4 separate regions of the Mus musculus genome follow, and regions 2, 3 and 4 are each linked to region 1. Evidence: chromatin contacts called from public Hi-C and promoter capture Hi-C data. All regions are on one chromosome and are shown on one strand. The core of a region is the stretch at or near the end of the contact, and the rest is flanking DNA. Distances in the headings are between cores, read along the strand shown. Region 1 holds the start of Coro1a (coronin, actin binding protein 1A). Region 2 holds the start of Orai3 (ORAI calcium release-activated calcium modulator 3). Region 3 holds the start of Bcl7c (B cell CLL/lymphoma 7C). Region 4 holds the start of Fbxl19 (F-box and leucine-rich repeat protein 19).

Region 1 (5,991 bases), core at 1,953-4,452:
GTAGATTGTGTCCGGGTGCACATCCGGGCCCAGCGTCAGCACAGCTGCCCCAGTGCCCACGTCCCACACCAGGATCACATTGTCACAACCTGCACAATTGATGGTCCAGCGTTGAACCATGAGCCTTTGCCCCCTGTCAAGTCGCGCCTAGCCCTCCCCTCCGCCCCCTATGGCACCTGCGCTGAGAAGCACATTCTGGGCTGTGGGGTGCCAGGCCACGATGCCAACCCTCTTGGTGTGGCCCTCCAAGGTGATGACAGGCTCCCGCAAGGGCAGCACCAGGCCCCCATCCGGGATCTCCCACACCTGTAGAAAGGGGAGAGTGAGTCTGGGGTTTCAAACACCAGGTCCTTCTTCCAGACTCCTTCAGAACACATCCCTAACAGACTTACCATAACTGTGCAGTCCTCAGAGCCACTGGCAATGACATTGTCATTGTGTGGACACCAGGCGATGTCTAGCACAGGGGCAGTGTGGCCGCAGACCAGGGGCACGTTCTTGTCTACTCGTCCAGTCTGGGGGCACAACGGGGATTCTAATGGAGGCGATTTGACCTCTGAACCCAATCCAACCTCCCCACACACCCCTGCAGAGGGACGCAGAGGAAGGCTGTGGGGTCCCTGGGAGCACTGGGGTGGGGAGGACTTGGCATCGTCTAGTCCCAAGAAAGCTAGCACCAAATGAGACTCTGGCCAAGATCCTGGCCCTCTTTCTCAGTGTCATGTGTGGGTACCATGGACCCAGGGTGAGCATGGGGCTGTGGTCCCCAAGAGGAGAGTGTGAGAAGAGTGCTATAGGATGTGTCCTATAGATTTGGGCCTGGAGGTCTGTCTGATGCCTCTAGACAGCAGCAGAGGTTTGGAAATGGCCTCTTCCGAGAGCCAACTGCTTCCTGTGTAAGGAGCTGAGCAGGGTGCAGGCCCAGCTTCAACCCGACAACCACTTCCTCTTCTCTTCTGCTTCCATCGGCCCTTTTAAGGTAAAACTTGGGGCCTATCTCCCCTTCCTGTTTCACCCCCTGAGGAGTCCAGGAGTGAACTTCAGCTGAAGAACAGCAGGCTCAGAGGGGAGGAAAAAAAAGGGTTTTGCCTCGTCTCCACCAGGGCTTACGCTTGAAGGGTCCCCAAAGTCCTCGCCAGACCTGCAGCCTTATCCTTAGCAGAAAACCCCAAGCCAAGATTTGGGGGACCTGCCCCCCTTGTTTTGTCCCCAGAGAGCTTAAGTAGCAAATGGCCCTGTCCCATTTTACAGATATCAACACAGAACCCCAGGGAAGCTGGGTCACAGTCAGCTACTGAGGACCCCACAGTCTCCATGGACAGCAGAGTCCTCCCCAGGACCATTGAGGTTCCGGAAGCTCACCTTGCCTAGGGGTAGCACCAGGAAGGCCCCTCCCCCACTGGCCTCACAGATCAGAGCCATGAACTTGGGGTTGACAGCGCAGAAGCCACTGTCCCAAGTGGTTTGTGAGACGCGCACATCCTCATAGCACTGGTCAGCCTTGGCTGGCTGTCCAAACACGTGGCGGAATTTGCTGGAGCGAACCACCTGCCGGCTCATCCTGAAGGATACAGATTGTAAACTTTTCTTTGGGTCAATCCCAGCCGCACTTTGTCATCCCCAGAGCAACCCTTGGCCTGGCCTTGAGGGTTCCAGCATGGCGTCTGAGGCACCCTGACCATGACTGACAGCTTGCTTATCTCCCTGCTTACCCTCCCCAGTTTTTCTGTCAAATTCCCAGGCACTTCAAGCCACACCCTCAATCCTGCACCATCAGCCCCTACAACAGCCTGCTATGGTGTGGCTCCAAGGGTCTGGTTCTTGACTAAGACACAGTGCCTCCTTCCTAGTGGTCCAGACAGTCTGGAGATAGGTTCCCTCCTATCGAACTCTTCTAGATCCCACATCCCTCACACAGAGCTTCCTAAAGGCAGGGCAGGGCTTCTCCCTGGCCTTCCAGCTCAGGGATGGCACACAGAGGGATGCAAGCCAGCTTGCCTAGGAAGGGATGCAGTAGCAGGATGGCTTCCCCAGGTTTCTGGCTACAAGAAGCAGCAATGGCTTGGGTCCCAGCATCTCCCCAGACCTCTGCTCCTAACCTCCGCTCAGAAAAAAAGCAGATGTTCTTCTGAGCCATTTCTGCTTCCGTTAAACTACACTCAGGAGAGGCCCACCCTGACTTCCCTGAGGTCCGCTAAGATGGTTACCCACTGTGGCTAGGCAGCCAGCTAGTGAAGCCCAGGGGCTGCCTCTATCCTGTGCCCAATCCCTCCTCCTTCCTGCTCAGTAAAGGAACCTCGGCTGCGCTGTGGAAGGCATCCTGCCCAGAGCCTCTATCCACCTCCCCAGCCTCACCCATCTGCTCTGCCTTAATGGGGGACTCAGCCCCTTCGTGCTGGGACTCCAGTCCTCGCACACCCCGGTATCACCAAGGAGGCTCCCAGGTCTATTAAAAATAAAAGCAGGTGAAGTGCCTGAGTGAAGTCTCCAAGACAGGAAGGGGACACAAGACCCCAGTGAGCAGTCTGGATTTGGGAGAAGGAAAGCCCAATCCAAGGTAGGGGCGGAAGATGTGCCCCACCCGGCCTCCTCCCCCACCCAGGTACCAAGCCCGGAAACCACGGAAAGGGGAACTTAGTCTTGTTTTGCACTCAACCCCTTCCTGTCTCAAAGCTCAGGGCAGCTACTTGGCTCACCCCACCCTGCATCCCCCACCTTCAGAAGCTCCCTCCCCGGGGCATAGGTTCTGAGCCCAGCTACGGCCGCTCCCAGGAGCCCACCTCCATCTTGGTCACGATGGTCCTTAGCCCTCACCTTGGAGCACTCTGGGACCTACTTGCCCCTTCGAACTCCCTCGTCCTCGATCCTCCTGGCGGGGCTCACAAACCGGCTCTCTGTCCCCAGCCTGGTGGCTCTGACAGCTCGCCCGCCCCCACAGTCCCACAGTCCTGCCCCCACACTGGCGCTGGCCCCACAGGTGGCCCATGGCAGCGTTGCCTGGCCCTTGTGACCAGCCCTCCCCCGGCGCCCAGCCTCACCTGCTGCGGAGAGCTGAGCGTGACCCCTCCCAAGTAGAGGAGGAAGGAGAGAAGGATGGAGGAGCTGCAGGCTGGCCACCGAGGATGCTCTGTCAAGACAATGAATGAGCAGCGGCCGTGCGCCGGCCTCCTCCGGGTGGTAGCGCCCCTTTGGGCGGAGCTCATGGAGGCCCGGCCCTTCGCTCCAGGGCTGCAAGACTGGGACCGCTCCCCATGCTGTCAGCTCCAACCCCCGAACAGATGCTGACGCGAATCAACTCTTCTTTTAATGTCAGAACGCAAAAATATCCCGTTCCTTCATCCCTCCCCCAGCCGCCCGCTGCCTCCTCGAGGTCCTTTCCCTGGCACCGGAGAAAGCTTTAGAACGGCTTCAACCAGCTTGAGAGCCTTCTCTGCTACAGGAGGGACCTCTCCTGTCGTTACCCCAAATGGATTTCTGGGAGGCCTTGGGGGGGTCATTTCTCCTTTCTAGGGATTTAGGGCTTCAGCGGGGACACCCTTGTCCTCTGCTTCGTGGCATTGAGGCCCGGAAGAAGTAAAATAACTGGGCATTATGGAGCACCTGTTCTGTGCTGGGGCTATGGAGGCAAATGAGTAGTGCTCCCCCTCTAGAGAGCTCTCGGGCCATGAGAAGAGGGAGTCGGGAGTCCGTCTGACACAGTTTAAAAGCCACTGAGTACACACAGAAGTCTGATATCACACACAGCTGGGCTGTGGTCCATTCCTGTCCCTTGAGGGGAGTGGGTTGTCACGGTAGCAAGGGCAGAGGAAGAAAGGCCTTTGCTGGAACCATTGTTGTGACTCCTGGCTGTCACTCATTTGAGTGACCTTGGGCAGGTTAATTTAATCTCAGCCCCAGTTTCCTGTCTATAACAGTCTTACCTGCCTTCGTATGGAGATGGTCACTCCAAGGATAGCTGGATTTGCATCTACAGAGTGGCAGGTATTAATTAGTGTTGGGGTCTTACAGTCAGATATGGTGGCCCACACCTGTAAATCCATTACTACGGAGGCAGAGGCAGAAGGGTCAGTGAAACCAAGGCCAGCCTGGTCCACATGTAAGCTCCAGACCAAGGCTACATAGTGAGACCCTGTTTCAAAAACCCAAAAGATGTTGGTTCTTTTCATTATTGCCATTTACCAAAGCTTTGGGCTATCCTGGGAGGAAGAGGAAACACCACAAGTGGCTCTGGAGAAGGGTAGGGGGCTGAGGCGCAGTGTCAGCAAAGCTCAAGGACACAGGTGTGCTGACAGTCATCTGTAGTCAGGAAGCTGAGGCAGGAGGCCAGCCTGGGCTACATAGCAAGACCCAGTCAGAAGAAACTCTTCTTTAAGGTAGAAGTAGTTCGAAAGAACAGAAGGGGCTCCAGTTGTACTGATTAGCCGTGTGATCTTGGCCAAGAGGCCCCACCTCCCTGAACCTCAGTTTCTGTAGGAGAGAAACAAGAAGTCCTGCCCACCTCACAGCTAACGGTGCGGTGCGTAAGGTGTAGTCTGAAGTGTTCTGCAGTTACTCAGTACAGGGTTGGATAGTGCCTGAGGCTCTGTGACTGTAGCCAGCGACTCTAGAGTCTCCAGCTAAAGTGATAACAGTAATGGGGCTGAGAATGGAGTTCAGCTGGCAGAACACCTCATAGCATGCATAAAGGCATGGCCTCCAGCATCACATAAGCTAGGTGCCGGGCTAGAGAGACAGCTCAGTGGTGAAGAGCGCTCACTGTTCTTGCAGAGAACCAGGATTTATTTCATTCCTAGCACCCACATGGTGGTTTACAAACCATCTGTAGGCATGCATGTGATGCACATACATACAGGCATGTAAAACAACCACACACATTTCCTTAGTTACTGTTCTATTGCTGTGAAGAGACACCATGACCAAGACAAGTCTTATAAAAGAAAGAATTCAACTAGGAGCTTGCTTACGGTTTTAGAGGGTTAGTTAGTCCATGATCACCTTGGGGGGCGGGGGAGGGGGGAGCCAGAAAGGCATAGTCCTGGAACAGTAGATGAGAGCTCTACATTCTGATCCACAGTCATGGAGAGAGAGAGAGAGAGAGAGAGAGAGAGAGAGAGAGAGACAGAGAGAGACAGAGACAGAGACTGGGCCTGGTGTGGACTTTTGAGACATCAAAACCCACTCTCAGTGGCACATTTCCTCCAATGTCCAATAAGACCCCACATTAATCTCAAGCACTCCACCAACTGTGATCCAAGCATCCAAACGTATGAGCCCCTCTGGGGGCCATCGTTATTCAAACTACCACAGACATAAAATAAAACTTAAAAATCTAAACCGTGGCCGGGCAGTGGTGGTGCACGCCTTTAATCCCAGCACTTGGGAGGCAGAGGCAGGTGGATTTCTGAGTTCGAGGCCAGCCTGGTCTACAGAGTGAGTTCCAGGACAGCCAGGACTACACAGAGAAACCCTGTCTCAGGAAAAAAAAAAAAAAATCTAAATCGTGAGGTGGTGGCACACGCCTTTAATCCCAGCACTTGGGAGGTGGAGGCAGGCGGATCTCTGATTGTGAGGCCAGCCTGGCCTGAAGAGCTATGAGTTCTCTATGAGTTCCAAGAGCTACACACAGAAACTCTGTCTCAGAAAAATAACAGATAAAAAAATCTAAAAAAACAAAACCAGGTAAGATGGTGATTGGCCATAATATTGGATAGCAGAGATGGGAGGCTCAGAAACTCAAGATCATTCTTAGCTACAGTAAGGAGTTCAAGGCTCGTTTGTGTTATATGAGATCCCATCTCAAGCCTTTCCTGCAAACAATAATAGCTAGTGTTTATTATGCAGCTACTATATGCCAGACTGTTCTAAACATTATAGATTTATGTGCTCTCTGGGTGTGCTGGTACAGGCCTCCAATTCCAATACTCTGGAGGCTGAGGCAGGTCACCAGCCTGGGCTACGCAGCAAGACCTTATCTCAAACACAAGCAAACAA
Region 2 (6,202 bases), core at 1,208-3,707, 1.1 Mb after region 1:
CTCCCTTGTTGGGAGCAGGTGTAGGGCAGATAATGAAGACCACGAGGACAGGCTGGGAGGAGCGCTAATACTACTTTATCTGCCTAGGGCAAACTGAGAGTCGAGGCCGACTGCAGGGGGTGGCAGAACTTCGCCTAGCTGGTCTGGAGCTCACAGATGCCTCCCTGAGGCTCCTGTTGCGCCACGCTCCCCAGCTCAGTGCCCTGGACCTGAGTCACTGCGCCCACGTTGGGGACCCCAGTGTCCACCTCCTCACGGCTCCTACTTCCCCTCTTCGAGAAACACTGGTGCACCTCAATCTCGCTGGTAAGTGCGATCCCCCGTGTGAAGTCCCTGTCTACCGTGTGCTACCTCCTTAGCTGTCTAATCTCAACTGCTGCTGCCCCTTACGCAGGGTGCCACCGCCTCACGGACCACTGCCTTCCACTGTTCCGTCGATGCCCACGTCTTCGCCGCCTGGACCTACGCTCCTGCCGCCAGCTCTCACCTGAAGCTTGTGCCCGGTTGGCGGCTGCTGGGCCCCCTGGCCCCTTTCGCTGCCCAGAAGAGAAACTGCTTCTCAAGGACAGCTAGTTGGGTGCCGATGCCCCCTTCCCTTCCCTTCCCCAGGACTCAGCCAGAGAACCTGGACCTCTTGCCTTCATTTCACCCCCTGTTGGGAGGCCAGGTTATTTTCTTCATGACTTGGCACTCCTCAGTTTAATGACTTGGGATTCCTGCCCAGGGACTTGAGCCAGCCTTCCCTCTCTCCCACCTGCACTGATATCTCTGGGGGTCTTTGCTTCCCATCTCTCCCTTTCACCTGCTTCATTGTCCATCCCCTCTGGGGAGTGGGTCAAGAGGTACTGGGGAGGTGCTGAGCCAAAGGGATGGTGGGAGGGAGGGGCGGTGAAGGTGCAAGTCTGGAGTAGGGAAAATGAGGTGACATGGTATCTTGTACACAGGATACTGGGGGCTGGGGGAGGCGATGGATGGGTGTGGGGAGGGCAGAAATCAGACCAACAAGGGTTCAGGGAACAAAGACCAGTTGGGTGGGATGGGGGGCCAAAAAGGGAAAACAGAGGAGCAATTGGGGATCCGAGTGTCAAGACAGGGGGCGCTACAAGCCAGGTAATGCCAGGACTGGGGGCTGGGAGAGGAGCAGATGTGGGGATAGTACCCTCTGCGTAGGGTTGCCTCTCTCCCCTTCCCTCTACCCAGATTTCAGTTTTCCCCGACCTTGACTCCTTGAACGTCACTGAAAATGGCAGCTATTGCAAGGAGTAGGGGCCGCGGGTCTACCTGCTGTTAAGCTCGGTGGCCCAGGGGAGTGGTGAGGGGTAGCCCAGACCCCTGCCTGGCTCTCTACACAATACTTGAACATTCATCTGTACTGAAGTGTTACTTGAACCGGGGGAATCTCGGACTTGGGGGAGTGTGATGTGAGGGGACCAGCTTGACCGAGACTGGGCTATGGGTACCCAGTTTGGACTGTCCCACCCCTAGCTCTCTTGCATTACTGTCTTGAACAGCTCCACCCTTCACTTGAGTTGGGGTGGGGAAATGTCAGCTTAAAGATGGGCAAGATGGGACTCCTCCAGTTTGGCTCTTCCCATTCTTTCATCGTCATGGAAACTCGTGTCCCATTTGCCCAGGGAACTGCCACTCCTGGTTGCCATGGAAATAGCAGCCAATGGACACCTCCGGAAATCAGTGCTAAGACTGGAAACGGTCCCTCTTAGTTGCTGTGGGAACTTAGTAACAGACTCTTGGCACCTCCCCTCTTCCCACCCCTTTCCTTCTTCCAGTGTGGGGGTGGGGTCTCAAGAGCCTGAGGGAGGAGTCAGGTCTAGGTCCCACTCAACTTAGGCCAGGGGGAACTGGATTGTACTACATGGGGGTGGGGGGAGGGGAATCTATCCACATACCTCAGGTAACAGGAAGGTGCGCGGGTTGGGGGCGGGGGCTGGGCGGACCAAAGGCAGGAGGGGGGGCCTGGGGTTGGAGAAAGGCTTGACGGTGGGGCCGCTTGCGGGAGGGGAGGAGGCACCCCGGCGAGGGACAAGTGGGGCACCCAGCCGGGCTGGACCCCTAACCCCACAAGTCTGTACAATAAGGTTTGCTATAAAACTCAGAATCTAGCCGGGGCCGCTGACTTTTTGTGTCTGTCTGCGGTGTCGAGTCTGAGTGGTGGGTAGGGATGGTGGAAGGGGCTCCTTTGGTCTCTGGGAGGAAAATGGGCTTAATTTTCCTGAGATGACTGCTCAAAGAGGAGTGTGGAAGTCTGGACACCTGTGAATGTCCAGGTACATACACTGGGTGGTCTGAGGCCAGCAAAGTCCCAGCAAAAGCTGAGGCTGAGCATTCACGTCGTGGCCTGGGTTAGAGGGTCCCTTGAGATCTCTGCCCGTGGGCAGACTGCAGGGGTTCGTCTCACGGCTCCACCCAATCATGTGGTCACCGGGCTCCGCCCCTGCCCCAGTTCCTGTTTCGGCCCCTGGGCCTTCTAGACGCGTCCGTAACTGTTCCCGCTGGGTCTGCCTTGCCACCCAGGATGGGGTCCCACCCGCGCTTGGGCCGTCCCTTCTTGGGGATACAAGGCGCCTCGGCCCCTCCTTGACCATCTGCGCTTGTGGTGTAACTGCTCTCAGGATGAAGGGCGGCGAGGGGGACACGGGCGAACAGGCCCCGCTGAACCCGGAGGTGGACAGCCCCGCGGGCTCAGCCACGTACCGGGAGTTCGTGCACCGCGGCTACCTGGACCTTATGGGGGCCAGTCAGCACTCTCTGCGGGCGCTCAGCTGGCGCCGCCTCTACCTCAGCCGGGCTAAGCTCAAAGCCTCCAGCCGCACATCTGCTCTGCTGTCGGGCTTCGCCATGGTGAGGGGTGGGAGGGGGTACACGGGGTGGGTAAAGCACGTGGTGGGAGAAGTCAAGAAAATGGGTCCCCAGTACTGGACTGAATAAAAGGGTTTCTTTAGGATAAAAGAAGGAGCTAAGTCCCAAGGGACTGGAAAAACCCTTTATGTCGGGCACAGCTCTAGGAATATAAACAGACTGAAGATCGGTCCCAGAAATGCCGTGGAAGAAGGGAGTAAAGAGGTCAGCAGATGCAGACTGGTGGGGGGAAAGTCTGAAGTGGCTTAGTTACCAAGTCCTCGAGAGTTGAAAGGCAGTCAAAGCTGAATGAGAGCCTATATCAACCAGATCGGGGAAGGGGGATAGTGTATGTGAGAGTCATTTGACTGAAGGGCCCACCTCTCAGAAGGCACAGAGAATTGCCGGGAAAACTAAGAAACCATGAGGAAGCTGCTGGGGAAGGAAGCTGATCAGGGAGCTAGCAGATAAGTCTGATAAACTGCAGGTGTGGGAGGATAATGTCAGCTAACGGTCCCAGCAGTGGCCCCGGGAAGTGGAACTGAAGATTCCAGAGTGTGGCCTGCAGATGTGTCCTGGTTCCTCCCTACTTAGGGCCAGCTGTGCGGCCCCAAGTCGACATCCACTCCAGTTGCCATCTTTAGGAAGTTGTGACATCATAGAAGGTGCTGTCTCTGTGGTCTGCCAAGCTTTTGTCCAGGAGGATGTGGGATTCTTATGGAGACCCCCTAGAACTAGGTGTGTTAGAACAAGCTCCGCTTAGCAAAGGAGGCTCTTCTAGAACAGTGTGCTATCTAGACTACATGGAAGCTGCTGTTTAGACAAGGATGCTCCGCAGGGTATGGGTGTGGAGTGAAGCTCTGCTAGTTTCAGTTTTCTTCACACTTGGGGGGAGGGCACCCTTCATAATGTACCCTTGTGTAAATAGGCCTTGGAGGGAGCTAAGGTGAGGGCATATAAAAGTAACTTAGGTCAATACCTCCCTTTTTTCTGCAACCTCAATATCAGGACGAAAGAATCTGTAATCTTAAAGGTTGCTCTTGCTCTGTTGCTTGTAAGGGGCCCAGATTTCCCCCAAACAGCCCCATAGTTCCTGAGGACATTTGACTGAAAGGAATCAGCACCACAGAAAGAAGGGCACAGCAGCTTGTGTTTGAACCACGTGGCTCCGCCTGCTTCTAAAGGAACAGTACAGTGTGCAGCAGAAGTTGCAGAGCAGATCGTTGTGGTGTCAGTGTGAGAGGGCTTTCTCTGAGGAGCAGTAGGCTGAATGTGTAGGTTCTAGGACCGCCCCCAGTCCTGACAAAGAACCCTGGGTTGGACCCTGGGAGACACCAGAATTAAGCCTGGCCCAGATCCCTGTTTGTGAACACACCTGCCTACTATCTGCGGTGGCCCAATTCCCCAAAATACTCAGTTTTATTTTTGTAAGTACCACTGTATCCCTGCACCACAGTAATCTCGGGATCTGTAAGAAATGGGCCGGGCGTGGTGGCGCACGCCTCTAATCCCAGCACTCAGGAGGCAGAGGCAGGCGGGTTTCTGAGTTCGAGGCCAGCCTGGTCTACAGAGTGAGTTCCAGGACAGCCAGGGCTACACAGAGAAACCCTGTCTCCAAAAACCAACAAACAGAAATGGGAGATATCTTCCTAAACCCAGGTGGCCTGAAGTTAAAACATACAAATCATATTCACAGGCTGTGAATCTAGCCTAGTTCTAGTTGGTAGAGTATTTGCCTACCATTCAGGAAATCCTAGGTTCAATTTCCATTTAAACAACAACAAACATGGTATAGCGTATAGCACACCTATAATCCCAGCACTTGAGGTAATAAAAAAGAACAAACAAGGTTGTTCTTGGCTATACAGAGAGTCAAGGCTAGCCTGGGCTTCATGAAGTCCTATCTCAACAAACATTCAATGTTCAGTACCTGGTATAGTGGCAGTTGTTCATATAAGAAAAGGCATGTTAGACTGCACAGTGAGCTAGTGACAGGATTTTTGACTTCAGCAGCCTGGCTTTAAAGCCCAAACTTGTCCATCAACACAAATGTTTGCAAAGTTCAGGCTAGCTGGGTGGAGTCACGGTAGACTCCCTGACCTGTCAAACATGAGCAGCCATGATTCATCCTGCATAGTTGGCACATTGAATGCAGCCCCGGTGTGACCAGATATGACAAGCTTTTTAGATTGATCTGGAAACGTGAAGCTTATTGGAGTTTAAGAGATGGCAGTTACTACCTTCTGGGTTTTCTCTCTTTGTGCCTTAGACATTAGCATCAACTCTAACAGTCTGTGCCTGGCTCTAGTCATAGAATTTAATGTTTAGCATTAACTTTCTCACTGAGACTATTGTCCCCATTTTTCAGGTAGGAAACTGAGGGAGGCACTTGCTCAGAGATTACACAGTTGTTCAAGGTCATAGGACTGTAACCCTACTCAGGACATTGAAGTAGGGGGGTAGTGAATTTGAGGCAAGTCTGGACTAGTAGGCTGTTGTGAGGAAACTACAAATTGTAGAACTGAGAACAGACCCAAACAGCTCAAGATTTTTGCTTGCTTTGGGTCTATAGTGACTTTTCTTTCTTTTTTCTTTTCTTTTCTTTTTTTTTTTTTAAAGAGGGTCTCTATGTAGCCCTAACTGTGGCTTGGTACTCTTTAGTTCTGGGATTAAAGGCACTTGTCACTACACCCAGCAGTTTCGGGTTCTTTTTTTTTCCCCTTGGTTTTTCAAGACAGGGTTTCTCTGTGTAGCCCTGGCTGTCCTGGAACTCACTCTGTAGGCCAGGCTTCGAACTCAGAAATCCACCTGCCTCTGCCTCCCAAGAGCTGGGATTAAAGGTGTATGCCGCTGATTGGGTTGAGATGAAGTTCCAACCACTGGGAGAAGCCTAGGCTACTCTCAAACTTGAGATCCTCCTGTTTCAGCTCCCACATGCTAGAAAGCATGCAGTGCCACACCAGCCTGAGTCTGCTTTTTATTTTTTATTATGGGTTGGAGATTAAACCTAGAGTGATGTGAGTGCTAGGGCTGCTGAGTCTACTTTTTAGCCAGTATATTATAACCAGGTAAAAGCTCAGAAAAATGCCCCTTTGAGACTGAGGTGAAGTCACGCAGGAAAGCTGAGGCAGCAGGATCACAAGTTTCAGCTCAACCTGCACTACCCAGCAAGCTCCAGGCTAGCCTAAATTATAAGAGCAAGACACTACCAAAAAGGGGGCTGGGATGAGGAAAGCTGAGTATCTTCTATGCTCTAAGTTTTAGGATGTTGTAGTCATGATTCTAAACAGGCAGAGCAAAACATGTTCTAGGGACTCAAGTGTCTTCCTTCTTGTGCCCACAGGTG
Region 3 (5,676 bases), core at 2,852-5,351, 1.0 Mb after region 1:
TGGCTCAGCTGGAGACAATGCTGCACCTTCCTGAGGGGGGGAGCGGTCTGGGGGCTTCCTCTGGGCCTGGGTTCCTGTGAGTGAACTGGGGACTGCAATCTGCTGGGCCCTGGGCAGGGTAAAGGTCGCTGAAGGGCAAGGTGGGGGTGCAAGGGAGGCGAGGTCCTGGCTCAAGCCCTCACCCCACATGTAATCATGGCGTGACTACAGGCCATCTCAGAGCCTCGTGACCCCATCTGAGGAACAGAGCATGAGCCAAAACTGTCTCCAAAGACCCTCCCCAGCCTCGACAGGGAAATGACATGACACAAAATTACAAAAGGGTCTTTATTTATAAAAAGCCAAAGGGGCCCCTGGAGCAACAGGACAGGAGGCAGGCGGCTTCTCAGGGGTCAGGGGCATTTGGACAGATGCGCTTGAGTGGGGGGGCGCCCTCCGAGTCCTCTGTGTCACCCTGGGCTGCCTCAGGGACAGATGGCACTGGCTCAAAGACAGGGTAAGCTTCGGGGGCCTGAAGAGGAAGGGCGGACAGGTGTGAGCTCCACTCTAACCCGAGAGTACAGCCTCCTAGCCTCTGCCTTTTCCACTCTGCTCCCGTGGGAACCCAGAGTCTGGCCCAGGACCGGGTAACCAGAATGTAGGGTAAGGCACCAAAAACAATAGCAACAGTGTTTGGGGGAAAGAACTTGATTTTTCTGAAAAGCAAATCAAGGTAGTTCTTCTAGGGGAAGGCACTGTCGTAGGCTAAGTTTACAGCTCAGGACGTGTGTCTGTGCAACGCAGGGGACCCAGGCTCTTGCGCACGCTTAGGAAGTGACGTTCCACCAAGCTGCATTCTGAGCCTAGATTTATTTATTTATTTTTTAAGTCCTTAGAGGAGCACCAAGATCATTCCAGGCTCTCGCTGCTCTTCTACCAGCCATGATGCAGCCCTCAGGGTGCTGTCTGTAATACTCTTCACCCAAGAATCCAACCTCCAGCTAAGCCTAGCACCAAGTCTCCCTGCTTCCCCAAAGCCTCCAGTCCCCACAAGGCCAGAGTGCAGACTCTGGCCTCTCTCACCTCAGCTTCTAGCAATTCTGGAACAGGCTCCTCCTTGGTCAGCTTTGGGGGTTCATCAGTACCGCCTGCAGGTGTCCCCCCTGGATCTGTAATACCAAGCAAAGAGAGACTTCCTAAGCAGCTACTCTGTGGTGGGAGAATGGATCAGGGACAAAAGAAGCAGGCAGGCACTGGTCACATATGGCAGCAGCAGAGGGGGATCCCTAGTTGCCAAGGAAGGCAGACTCAGTCAGGTTGGATCTCGTTAGTGGGGAGTGAGCCAGGAGACAACAGAGGTAGAGCAGAACTTAGGCAGACAGAAATAGATGCTTAGCAACCACGGATCCTAAATCATCTGCAGAATGGAAATAGTGTCAGTCAGACCACGAGAGGCTGCTGTGTGTGGGGGTCAAGGGTGGAGCTGCTCAGTAAGTGCCAGGTAGCAAGTTCATTCATTCACTTACTCATTCATTTCTTACATTTCTGTGGTAGTAGAGATGGGGCTCAGGGCCTTAGGCATGTCAGATAAGCACCTACCACTGGACGCTTCCCCTGCCCTATCCGTTTATATTAGCAAAAGTATTTGGAACAATCTCGGTATGGCCCAGGGGCCATGTCATGGTGTTCTTGACAGGGGAACAATTTTGGCGGCAACAGTTTGTCAAGGCCTCAGTGTGAAGTGAAGGAACCAGAGGCTGCGGGGAGCCGAAGAAGGATGTGAGGCAGGAAAATAGCCGTCTCGAACGTGTGCTTTAGGAGAGCTGCTCTGCAGCCACCGGGGACAGGCGTGGAGGCCAGAGCAGGTACAAGGGAGAAACGAGAAGGCAGAGCCAAAGGCACAGGAGTCAGGCACGCCTGGGAAGTGGTACTGACCAGACAAGGGGTGGACTATTTGAAGACAGAGGAGCTGAAGAAGGCTCAGGCCCAAGGTGTTGCTCACTGGCTCTTAAGTCTGGGCATCTTTCTCTGGATGTTGGTCTCCTCGTGTACAGAGAGGACTCATGATAGAATCATTGGTCCCAAAAGATGACAGTGAAGATTAAATGCGAAAACAAACAACAGAACTTCGGAGTGCTCAGAGGAACGACTCACAGACAAGCGGTTCTGTTAGCTGTTAATCTACTGCTATTAATCCCTATGATTATTGGAATTATTTATTCCCTGAACATCTATTACGCATCCCACATGATCAAGATCGGTATGGCTGACAGGAGATGATAACAGAAAAAGACAATAAGCAAGCAAAGAAATAAATCTGCAAAAAAAAAAAAAAAAAGTCAGCTGGTGATATGCTCCCTACAGATCTAAGAAGCCGGAGGATTGAGGCACAGCTGGAGGTGATCTCTGCCAGGGTCAGGGAAGATTCCCTGAGGGAGGCGGGACCGGGTGAGAGGACATAATATAAGAAACAAGGACAGGATGGTGGGTTCAACTTTGATGAGAGGGCTCCTGAGAGCCACAGGGCCCTACCTCTCTCCTGACCCAATTGTGGGGGCTGAGTATCTTCAGTAATCACTTCTGGGGGTCCAGTTGGTGATCCAGGGCGGCTGGGCTGGGGCGTCCCCCCAGGGCTGGGCTCAGCACCCTTTTGCAATGAACCTTCAGAATGGAAACTCTGGTTGCTGTTCTCATCTGATGAAGCAAAAGCCGCGCGTTAATTAGCCAGAGATCCCCAGGGGATTCCTTCAGTCCCCCCCACCCAACTCCATTCCAGAATCTCTACATACCATTGAGATCCAGTAGGATGAGGGGGCCTCCCCCTCTGGGACTGGTGCCCCTACCACGTCTCTCCCGGCCACGGGATCTCTCTGCCCCGCCTCCTGCCCGCCGCCTCTCCTGGGGGTTAGAGAGGTAAGATCAGAGCTAGTTGTCTAGGGAGCTCTTACAAAGCCCTTCAATACGAATAAGGAAACCTAGGCTCAGAGAAGCGAAAGGTGCTGCATCAGGTTGTGTAGATTGAGTTAGGCCTTGAACTTGGAGAAAGTGTGTGTGTGTGTGTGTGTGTGTGTGTGTGTGTGTGTGTAAGTGCGCTCGCGCCCCCTAATAATCGTTACCATCTGCCTGGGCTCCACACTGGAGTCTCCAAGCCGACTGAAGGTGGAGGCCAAGGCTGGGAGGGAAATTGCTTGAGGCTGCACAGATGCAAGGCCTGTTGGGGGTTGGGGCTTGCTCACCTCCTCCTGGGGATCCACCACAGGCACCCACTTGAAGATTCGAAGGGAAGTGTCTCCCACAGTCACCCAGCGCTTCTCCCTGTGGGAGGTCAGGAGACTGGATCAGGGAGGCCCAAGGATGAGCCCCACAGACTGGAGGTCAGGGAGGTGTGCTAGGGTAGGGACAGCTTCGCTAACACTGGCACAGAAGCAGAAAGAGCCCTCAAACCCCAGGGCAAAGCAGAAACGGATATAACTTGGAGCTGCGGTTTTGCAGACACCTGGGGCACTCAGCAGGGCGCCACCAAGGCCTGGCCAGGGACTCTGGCAATGAAGACCCGGGGCCAAGCTTGCTAGAGTGTCAAAAGCTTCAGGGGGCGGGGCATAGATGAGGGCTCCCGCTCAGGGAAAGCACCACTCCGGACCACGCTTTGTAGACCTCTGGGAATTGCCGGGGAAAGGGGGCGCCCTGTCGATTCAGAGCACAGCTGGTGGGCGGGGGCAGCGGGCCAGGAAAGGGCGGACGCGTTTGGAGGAGGTGGCTTGGCTGTATCCCTGGCCCGGGGGCAGCGCTCACCATCTCCGGACCTTCTCGATGGTCGCCATCACCTTCTTGATGTCATCTTTGGCCCGGCTCCGGGTCTCGGCCCGCACGGTCCGGCCGGCCATGCTGGCGGGGCTGGGGCCGGGACAGAGCCCGTGGCGGGGCGGCCTGTGGTCCGGCGATCTCAGGCTGAGCGCCAGGCCCCAGCGCCGCTCTTTCGGCCTGCCGTCCCTCCGGGAGTTGGCCGCGCCCTCCCTCGCTCCCCAACGCCTCCGCGCGTCCCCGCCTGGCTTCCTAAGACCGCGCCCCGCCCCGGCCCGTCCCCGGAGCGGCCCGGGCGGCGCGGGCTGCTAGAGCCCCGGCCTGGAAGCCCGGCCAGCCCCGCCCCGGCCCGGGCCCGCCCCTCGGGGCGCACGGACGCACAGCGCCCTCTGCCAGCCACGGAGAGGGAGAGCTGGGGGGCAGCTGTGCGGCTGGACGCGCGCGGCCCGAGCGAGGCGGTGCGTTCCGGCCACGTGGGCTCAGGGGTGCGCGAGAGGGACTGTCCTGGTGTGCGTCCGCGGCGGGTGGGCGTCCCTGAAATGCTCTGTGCGCGCGTCTGCCCTCTCCAGGCTGTTTGATTCTACGCTGCCCAACTTAATTTGTTCATTCATTCATTGAACAGTCCCATGAACAGTGCCAAGTACGCGCCAGACGCTGCGAGTGGAGAGCGGGCCTCCTCAGCCAGAATGGCGGGAATGAGAAAGACCATGTAGATGGGGTAGCAGAGCAACTTGGCATTCCTTGAATCAGGTTGTGTAATTGGTAGAGATACTTTGGAAAACTGATAGTCTTCCAGTGAAAAACTTATACCAACCCCGTTTTCCAACACTTTCCACTCCCAAGCTATCAACACTCAACAGAAGAAATGTGTGCTTGCCTAGTTTTTTGTCAGCCTGACATAAACTAGGTCAGCTGGGATGAGGGAACCTTGGTGGAGAAAGGGCCTCAATCAAGATGCCCTATGGGTAAGTCTGTGGGGCCATTTTCTTGATGGTAGTTGATGTGGCAGAGCCCACACCACTGAGGGCAGTGCCACCTCTGAACACTCTAAGAAAGCAGGCTGGACAAGCTTTGGGGAGTAAGTCAGCAAGCAGTATTCCTCCAAGGTCTCTGTTTCAGTCCCTGCCTCCAGGTTCCTGCTTTAAGTTCCTTCCCTGACTTCATAACGGACTATCACTGCAAGCTGAACTACATTCTTCCCTCCACGAGGTGCTTTTGGTCATGGTGTTTATTACATCACTAGAAACCTCACTAGGACAAAATGTGGTGTCTGTATGAACACCAAGATATGAATACTGGAAAGTTTGGGACTCTTTTCACAGTAGCAACAACCTGGAAACAACACAAAGAATGGAATGGAAGGGGCTGGCGAGATGGCTTAGTGGGTAAGAGCACTGACTGCTCTTCCAAAGGTCCTGAGTTCAAATCCCAGCAACCACATGGTGGCTCACAATCACCCATAATGAGATCTGACGGCCTCTTTTGTTGTGTCTGAAGACAGCTATAACAATAAATCTTTATAAAAAAAAAAAAAGAATGGAATGGAAAAGCAATTACAACCTATTTCTACCATGGACACGGACAGAACAGCCAGAATCACCAGAGTCCAGCTATGTGCAACAGTGAAGAGAGATCTTGGATGAAAGAAGTCAGATGTGACAGCATGCATTAGAATAATAATTAGAATAATTAGAATTATATACATACATACCTACATATAATTCTATATATAACAGAAAACAAATACATTTTGGGGGGGGGGTCTGGACAGTGATCACTATTGGGACTACCAAGCAAAAGAAGGGGTTTCTGGGACCCGCTTGTCACACTGGTCTTAAGTCTGTCAAGATGTACATTTAATACTTGTGTAATATTTCTTGTGTCTATTATAGTTCA
Region 4 (5,777 bases), core at 2,212-4,711, 1.0 Mb after region 1:
ACCTTTGTCTGCACAGAGGCCCACTACTCTATTCTAGGGATTTGATGGCCTGGGACAGTGACTGCTTTGCCCTCCTCCATTTCCGGTGCACCAATTCTTTTCAGACTAGCCAGCTGAATAAGATTGTGAGGCCAGGCCCCAACCAATGGGAAAAAGACACAGTCACTGCCTGAGGTAGAATACAAACTAAAAATCTTTCTTTGTGTGTTCACTCTCTCAAGCCCATCTTCTTTTGTTGTTGTTGTTGGTGGTGGTGGTGGTGGTGGGATGTTTTTTGGTTTTGTTTTGTTTTTGTTTTTTCCCGAGATAGGGTTTCTCTGTATATCCCTCAATGTCCTGGAATTCACTCTGTAGACCAGGCAGGACTACTCAAACTCAGAAATCTTCCTGCCTCTGCCTCACAAGTGCTGGCCATAAAGGTGTGCCACCTGGCTATTACAGGCTTCTTAGGATCAAATGAGAGGCTGAACGCATTTGGTATTCCAGGTGGGACTGAGATGTAAACTCCTTGCAGAGTGCTTTGCCTCCCATCAATGATATCTGGTTTGATTCCCAGCAGGGCAAAACCAAACAACACCTGTGAGGTGCATCCAGCAAGCTTCCAAGTTAGTGGAAAGGACACTAAACAAAGCTCATCTGGGAATTACTAGAAGGTTTTATTGTGGCAGTGGAATTTTAATAGGAACTTGATGGGTAAACAACTGGGTGGAGACGTGGGATGGATGAAAAAGTACAACTTTGGTCCACGCAAGGAGAGCGCTAGAAGGCCAGAAAGCAGTCCTTGCTAGTTGAAAGAAACGCCGCCGTGTGGATTTAAAATGGACAGACACTTCCCTGGGAGCCACGACTGTTACGGGGCTGCAAGGAGCCCCTACTTAGGTTAAGGCTAGTAGTCCTAGCAAACTGAGACTTGACACAGTTTTGACCGGAGTTAACTTCCTAAGCAGAAAAACCACACCCACCAAGTCTCCAGTAGGGCTGGAAACCCAGCAGAGACAAGGAAGCAGAGATTGGCTTGGGGTAGTACTGAGCAAATTTTCTAGGACGCAGGAGGTCATCCACATGGCACAAAGCAGTCCCTTTGGCAACTGAGAGTTCACCGGAAGCCTCCAAGGCTCAAAAGACAAGGCATGAGGCTTCACAGCTCCAAAGGCTACAATTCAGGTTGAGAAAATTTGGTCAGTGTGTGCGTCCTCTGTTAAAAGGAGAGAGGGCGCCCCCTGGGAAGAGTGCTGGGTAGAGATGGTTGGAAGACTCAGATGAGGACTGAAGAGGGAGGGGTGGGGGTTAAGATGGGGGTAGCCTACTCGTCAATTTTCTTTTCGCAGAAGCTAACTGTCCGGCATGATGGATTCCTGGGCTTCCAAAACGGCTGGGCTGAAAGGGAGCTCGAAAAAATAACTGCAGCCACACGCCCCGTGCCAGAACTGGTTACTTTCTTGAATACTTTTAACGCTAATTCAGCGTGGAGGTGAGTATTAATCATAACCCCTTTCGGGTAAGAAACTTAGGTCTGATGACTTCCTACGGTGGAAAGGAGATTTTGTATATTCCAAGGTCGTCTTCCTTTGGTTCGCACCACGTGTAAGGTATTAATTTGCAAAGGTTTAAGATAGGAAGCATCGTGTGCGAGACGTCCAGTCTTTATAAGGAACAACAGCGTGGGTATACTTTTCGGAGAGAACCACGCCTCCCTTGTCGCGACAATATTGGTTATGGTTTGCGTTCTTTTAAAATATGAAATCTTCACGATCCGAAAAGGCGGACATTCTATATTCCCAGGTCACTCCGATGTTTCTCTCTCCCGCACTGATTCCCACAGGTGACATCAATTCTCCGCCACTGGAGAATGAAAACTTGGGACTACATTTCCCTGCAAGCCCTTTAGAAAAGGAGGCCAAGAGCAAAGAGACTTTCCGTTTCCGTCCGCTAGCAATTTGGCGTGTTCACGGTGATACATATTTCAACAGTAGCGTCCTTTCTCTGTACAACTAAAGCAGAGACTACATAACCCACCAGGTACCGGCACCGAGGGGCAAGCGACTAGGTTGCCATCTCTGTAGTAGTCCTCTCCTACACATCCGCCGAGAATAGTATTAGCGGTTGGACTACAAATCCCATAGCATCATGTGCTCCTTCACCCTCCATCTTTGTGGTAGTCCCCGCCCCGCTCACTTCCATTGTCTCGACAGAAGATAAAGAGGGGAGCGAGGAAGACTACAATTCCCGTCTGGCTTTGCATCATCGAGTGCGGGATTTTGATAGTTCAGGCGGGCGAGGAGCTCCAAGTGGTAGAATGAAGCAGCCAGGAAAGGTTAGGTATCCTGCCATCTTTACGGTAGTCTCTTTATCCTCCCGGTTCTGGCATTCTTAAAGGAACATAGGAAGGCTAGAAAACTACTATTCCCATCCCACTTCATAAGATCGACTTATTAGGTGTACGCCCCTCGATCGCCATCTTGCTTGTAGTCCTCGTTTCTTTTCACCTTTCCATTGTTCCTGATGAGTAGAAATGGCAGCGGGAAGGCAGCAGCTGGACTGCGACTCCCGTCAGGTACCACACGCGCGGAGGGTTGTGGACCAGAGGGCGTGTGAGTGCCTGGAAAGGAGGTCGGGTCGGGGGAAAAGGCCATCTTGCTTGTAGTCATTCTTCCCGCTCCTTCTCTATGTCCTGCTACGGGGAGTCTCGGGTCAACTGGACTATAATTCCCGCCATGCTCGGCTTCCAGCGTGGCATCCTTCTCGCCATCGTATTTGTAGTACCGGCTGGCCCTTGTGTCCCACTTTTCCCACGATAGTGCTAGAATTTGGAGAACTACAACTCCCGTCGTGCTTTGCACGCGCTCGTCCTGGAAAGTAAAGGTGGTGAAGGAAGGAGGGAGAAGGGGGCGGGGTTCCTCTGGGAGAAGGAGGGAGTAAAAAGGAGGAGGAGGTGGGAAGAAGGGAGGGAAGAGGGAGGAGAGGAGGAAGGAGGAAGGAGCTGAGGAGGGATGAGAGCGGCGACCTGGGCCCAGGGCCGAAGCAGCGCGAGGCTAGGGGAGTAGGGGTGCTAAGACATCCCAACTGCCCCCACCCCCTTCCTGCCTCTGCCCCATCCTTTCCTTATACCCTCCCATTTTAGGAGTGGATTTATTCAAATTTTATTTAAATCTTTATATCTTGAGGGTCGCGCGTTTGAAGGGGGGAGGGCGGGGGCGCGTGCAGGCTGGGGGGGGCGGGGCCGGAGCAGCTTCCTTCACCCCCCTCTGCGCGCCCTGTCTCTGTAGGTCAGGGGGCCGCAGTACAGGGGCGGACCCAGGGGAGGGGGGCAGGTTGCAGCGACCCCCCCCTCCCCGGGAACCGGCGGTGGGCGGGGTTTGAACCCCGGAAACGGTGGGGGGCCCCTGGTCTTTCCCTGGACCCCTGGGCAGTTGGAGCTGGGAAGGGGCCAGTTAAGGGTCGGGGGCTTTGGGGAAAGGTGGGGGTGGGGAGCTGAGACTCATACCCGGGACTGAGTGGGGCCCGGGCAAAAGCTGAGCACCCTGCGCCCGAGGAGCCCCCGTTGGCCTGGGGGGGCTGAGGGACTGAGCCCCCCAGAGCAGGACCTCCCCCTGGAAGGGCCGCGCCGCAGCCCGTGGGAGGGCCTCGCCCCCGGCGCTCCCCATCTCCACTCGCTGCTGTCCCGGCCTCCGCCGGAGGGAGGGGCCGAGCGCCCTCGGGGGGCCGTGGACCCCGGCGTTCTGAGCGTTCAGCGCCCCGCGCCGCCCGGCCCCCCCGCCGCCGATGGCCGCCGACCCGCCGGGAGCTGCCGAGAAGGGAGAGATGGCTCCCGGGACACGTGTGAGGTGGGTTCATGCGGCTCCTCCTCACCCCCAGACCTGGGCAGCTCCCACTCCCATTCATCCTCAGCCTGGCCTCTCCCTTCCTTCCCCGCCCCCAGCCTCACCCTCCCTTTGCTCCAAACTCCTTCTCCAACCTTCTCTCCTATAACCTCCAACCCCAGGGAAGTGGCCTTCCTTCCCCGACCCTGCTGCCCCTTGCAGACCTCCCCCTCCACCCCGCCTCCAGTCGCCGCCCTCTAGGCCCCTCCCCCGGAGTGCTGGAGGGCCCCATACCCTGTGGATGGTCTGGAAGTCCTTGGAAAGGGAGAAGCCTGGGGGAAGCAGGTCTAAGACTGATTGGGAAGAGACCCCCCCAGGCTTGCTGAGTCCATGTGGGATTTCAGAGGATCTGGTTTCCAGGGGCAGGAGAGCCCCAGGGATTCCAGACAATTAGGGATGAAAAGCAGGCTGGTAAGATGTGAATGGGGGCGGGAAGACCTAAAGCCGAGCCCACCTTGAATTTTGTTGAGATGTTAGGGCAACTTGTAGAATCCTAGGGAGTCTGGGAGATTACCCAGATTGCCTGAGGGATCCTATTGGATAATTTGGAGCCCCCAAGGACTTGTGTGTGGGCTGAGAGGGGACACTAAGCATTTCAGGGGTGTCAGCCCGGGGAAGTGGAGAGCACACACTGGGTCACTAGAAATGGAGTGGGTCTGGCTAGAGTACCAAGGTTTGAAAGGTTTGGATGACTAAGTACCCACGTGAGAGAAGGGAGAGGGGAAAGAGTGTGGTGCATGCCCCTGGAATCTGGAGGTAAATCAGTGAGGGAATGGGGGGTGTGGGTAACAACAGGTATGAGTTGAAGCTCCCTCAGGTAATGCTACAGATCTGAAGCCTTTTCCAGGAACCTGGGCTTGGGATGTTAGAGGAGGGGCCTCAGTGTCCCTCCTTCCAGCAGGCGGGAGGTCTTGAGGGAGTGGCCCTCTGCTCAGGACACACACTAAAAGGCTGACCTTCTCTGAGGGTAGAAACAGAAGCTCTGCCCCCATCAGAGGTGTAGTGAGCTTGCGGCCAGGAGACTCTCAGGCCAGGCTTTGCAGGCCTCTCTGACCTTACCAACCATCTGCCTACAGCCCTCGGCGTTGCTGACGCCCCCAATGTCGTCGAGCAGCCGGGGACCGGGGGCCGGAGCGCGCCGACGCCGAACCCGCTGCCGTCGTTGCCGGGCCTGTGTGCGAACTGAGTGCGGGGACTGCCATTTCTGCCGAGACATGAAGAAGTTCGGGGGGCCCGGGCGCATGAAGCAGTCGTGCCTGCTTCGGCAGTGCACCGCGGTGAGTCTTGAGCCCCATGCCTGGGGTATGTGGAACCTCAGGCCTATTTGCCCAGAGCACCATCAGTAGTAGTACGGGGCCTGAGCATTCTCTGGGTGTCCAGCAGCAGCAGCTTCCCCGGGGTCCCTTAGGGGTGCTGCTCATACACTCACTTCTGCATTTCTTCACTGACTTGCTTAAATGTTTGATTTTTGTCTTTGTCGAAAAGTGGGCTACACAGAAGAGTCAGCCTCAGGTCTGTAGAGAGTTCGGCCCCTGCCGTATGCCCCTGCCCCCAGGTATCTGTGTTCAGGGGACCCAGCTCTACCATGGGAGAAAGCTTTTGCCTTTCTCAGGTCTTTCACACACCTTCAGGTGTCTTGAAATTGAGGCCAGGACCCCCGTCTTGTGACCTTGAGCAAGTCACTCTGAACTTCAAGTACCTTCCCTGTAAAATGTTTCTTTTGCTTCGTAGCAAAGATTAGATAGTAGTGTGCCATGAATGTCCTATTGAAAGGCCCAGCTCCGGAGTTATCTGGGAAACGTAGGTTCTCTTCTGCCTCCCTCATCCTTTCAGCAGCCTGGGGCACCAGGATGGCCTTTCCCCAGCAGCCCGCCTCTCCTCCTCCTCCAGCCACTCTTCCTGGTTGCACTTTCACCC

Evidence for each region. Promoter capture Hi-C pulls out the DNA fragments that hold promoters and counts their contacts. Hi-C and Micro-C count contacts between places; a contact is called where the count stands out from the background.
Region 2: a contact with region 1 is called in a Hi-C map of the CH12 cell line. The contact joins the promoter of Orai3 here to the promoter of Coro1a in region 1. A contact is called at or near these places in 2 of 39 promoter capture datasets (liver and pre-B cells), 2 of 484 Hi-C or Micro-C datasets (the CH12 cell line and uterus), 2 of 115 datasets of contacts at active chromatin or transcription factors (pancreatic cancer cells and thymic regulatory T cells) and 2 of 9 other capture datasets (adipose tissue and liver).
Region 3: a promoter capture Hi-C map of pre-B cells shows a contact between it and region 1, with 2.6 times the contacts expected there. The contact joins the promoter of Bcl7c here to the promoter of Coro1a in region 1. A contact is called at or near these places in 2 of 39 promoter capture datasets (liver and pre-B cells) and 2 of 484 Hi-C or Micro-C datasets (B cells and embryonic stem cells).
Region 4: a promoter capture Hi-C map of liver shows a contact between it and region 1, with 5 times the contacts expected there. The contact joins the promoter of Fbxl19 here to the promoter of Coro1a in region 1. A contact is called at or near these places in 2 of 39 promoter capture datasets (liver and pre-B cells), 1 of 484 Hi-C or Micro-C datasets (embryonic stem cells) and 1 of 9 other capture datasets (adipose tissue).

Annotation. Positions count from the first base shown.
Region 1 is chr7:126,701,614-126,707,604 of GRCm38.p6, forward strand. It overlaps Coro1a (coronin, actin binding protein 1A), which reads right to left and starts at 3,203. Exons shown (of 11, transcript NM_009898.3): 1 at 3,039-3,203; 2 at 1,363-1,561; 3 at 393-515; 4 at 177-306; 5 at 1-89. The coding sequence starts at 1,560.
Region 2 is chr7:127,767,358-127,773,559 of GRCm38.p6, forward strand. Orai3 (ORAI calcium release-activated calcium modulator 3) reads left to right here and starts at 2,458. Exons shown (of 2, transcript NM_198424.3): 1 at 2,458-2,859; 2 at 6,200-6,202. The coding sequence starts at 2,632. Fbxl19 (F-box and leucine-rich repeat protein 19) reads left to right here. Exons shown (of 11, transcript NM_172748.2): 10 at 88-306; 11 at 395-1,571. The coding sequence ends at 573.
Region 3 is chr7:127,704,665-127,710,340 of GRCm38.p6, forward strand. Bcl7c (B cell CLL/lymphoma 7C) reads right to left here and starts at 4,102. Exons shown (of 6, transcript NM_009746.2): 1 at 3,772-4,102; 2 at 3,216-3,294; 3 at 2,769-2,877; 4 at 2,512-2,673; 5 at 1,063-1,148; 6 at 314-511. The coding sequence starts at 3,863. The coding sequence ends at 386. Mir762 (microRNA 762) reads left to right here and starts at 3,823; the gene lies at 3,823-3,898.
Region 4 is chr7:127,743,314-127,749,090 of GRCm38.p6, forward strand. Fbxl19 (F-box and leucine-rich repeat protein 19) reads left to right here and starts at 3,462. Exons shown (of 11, transcript NM_172748.2): 1 at 3,462-3,824; 2 at 4,937-5,137. The coding sequence starts at 4,961.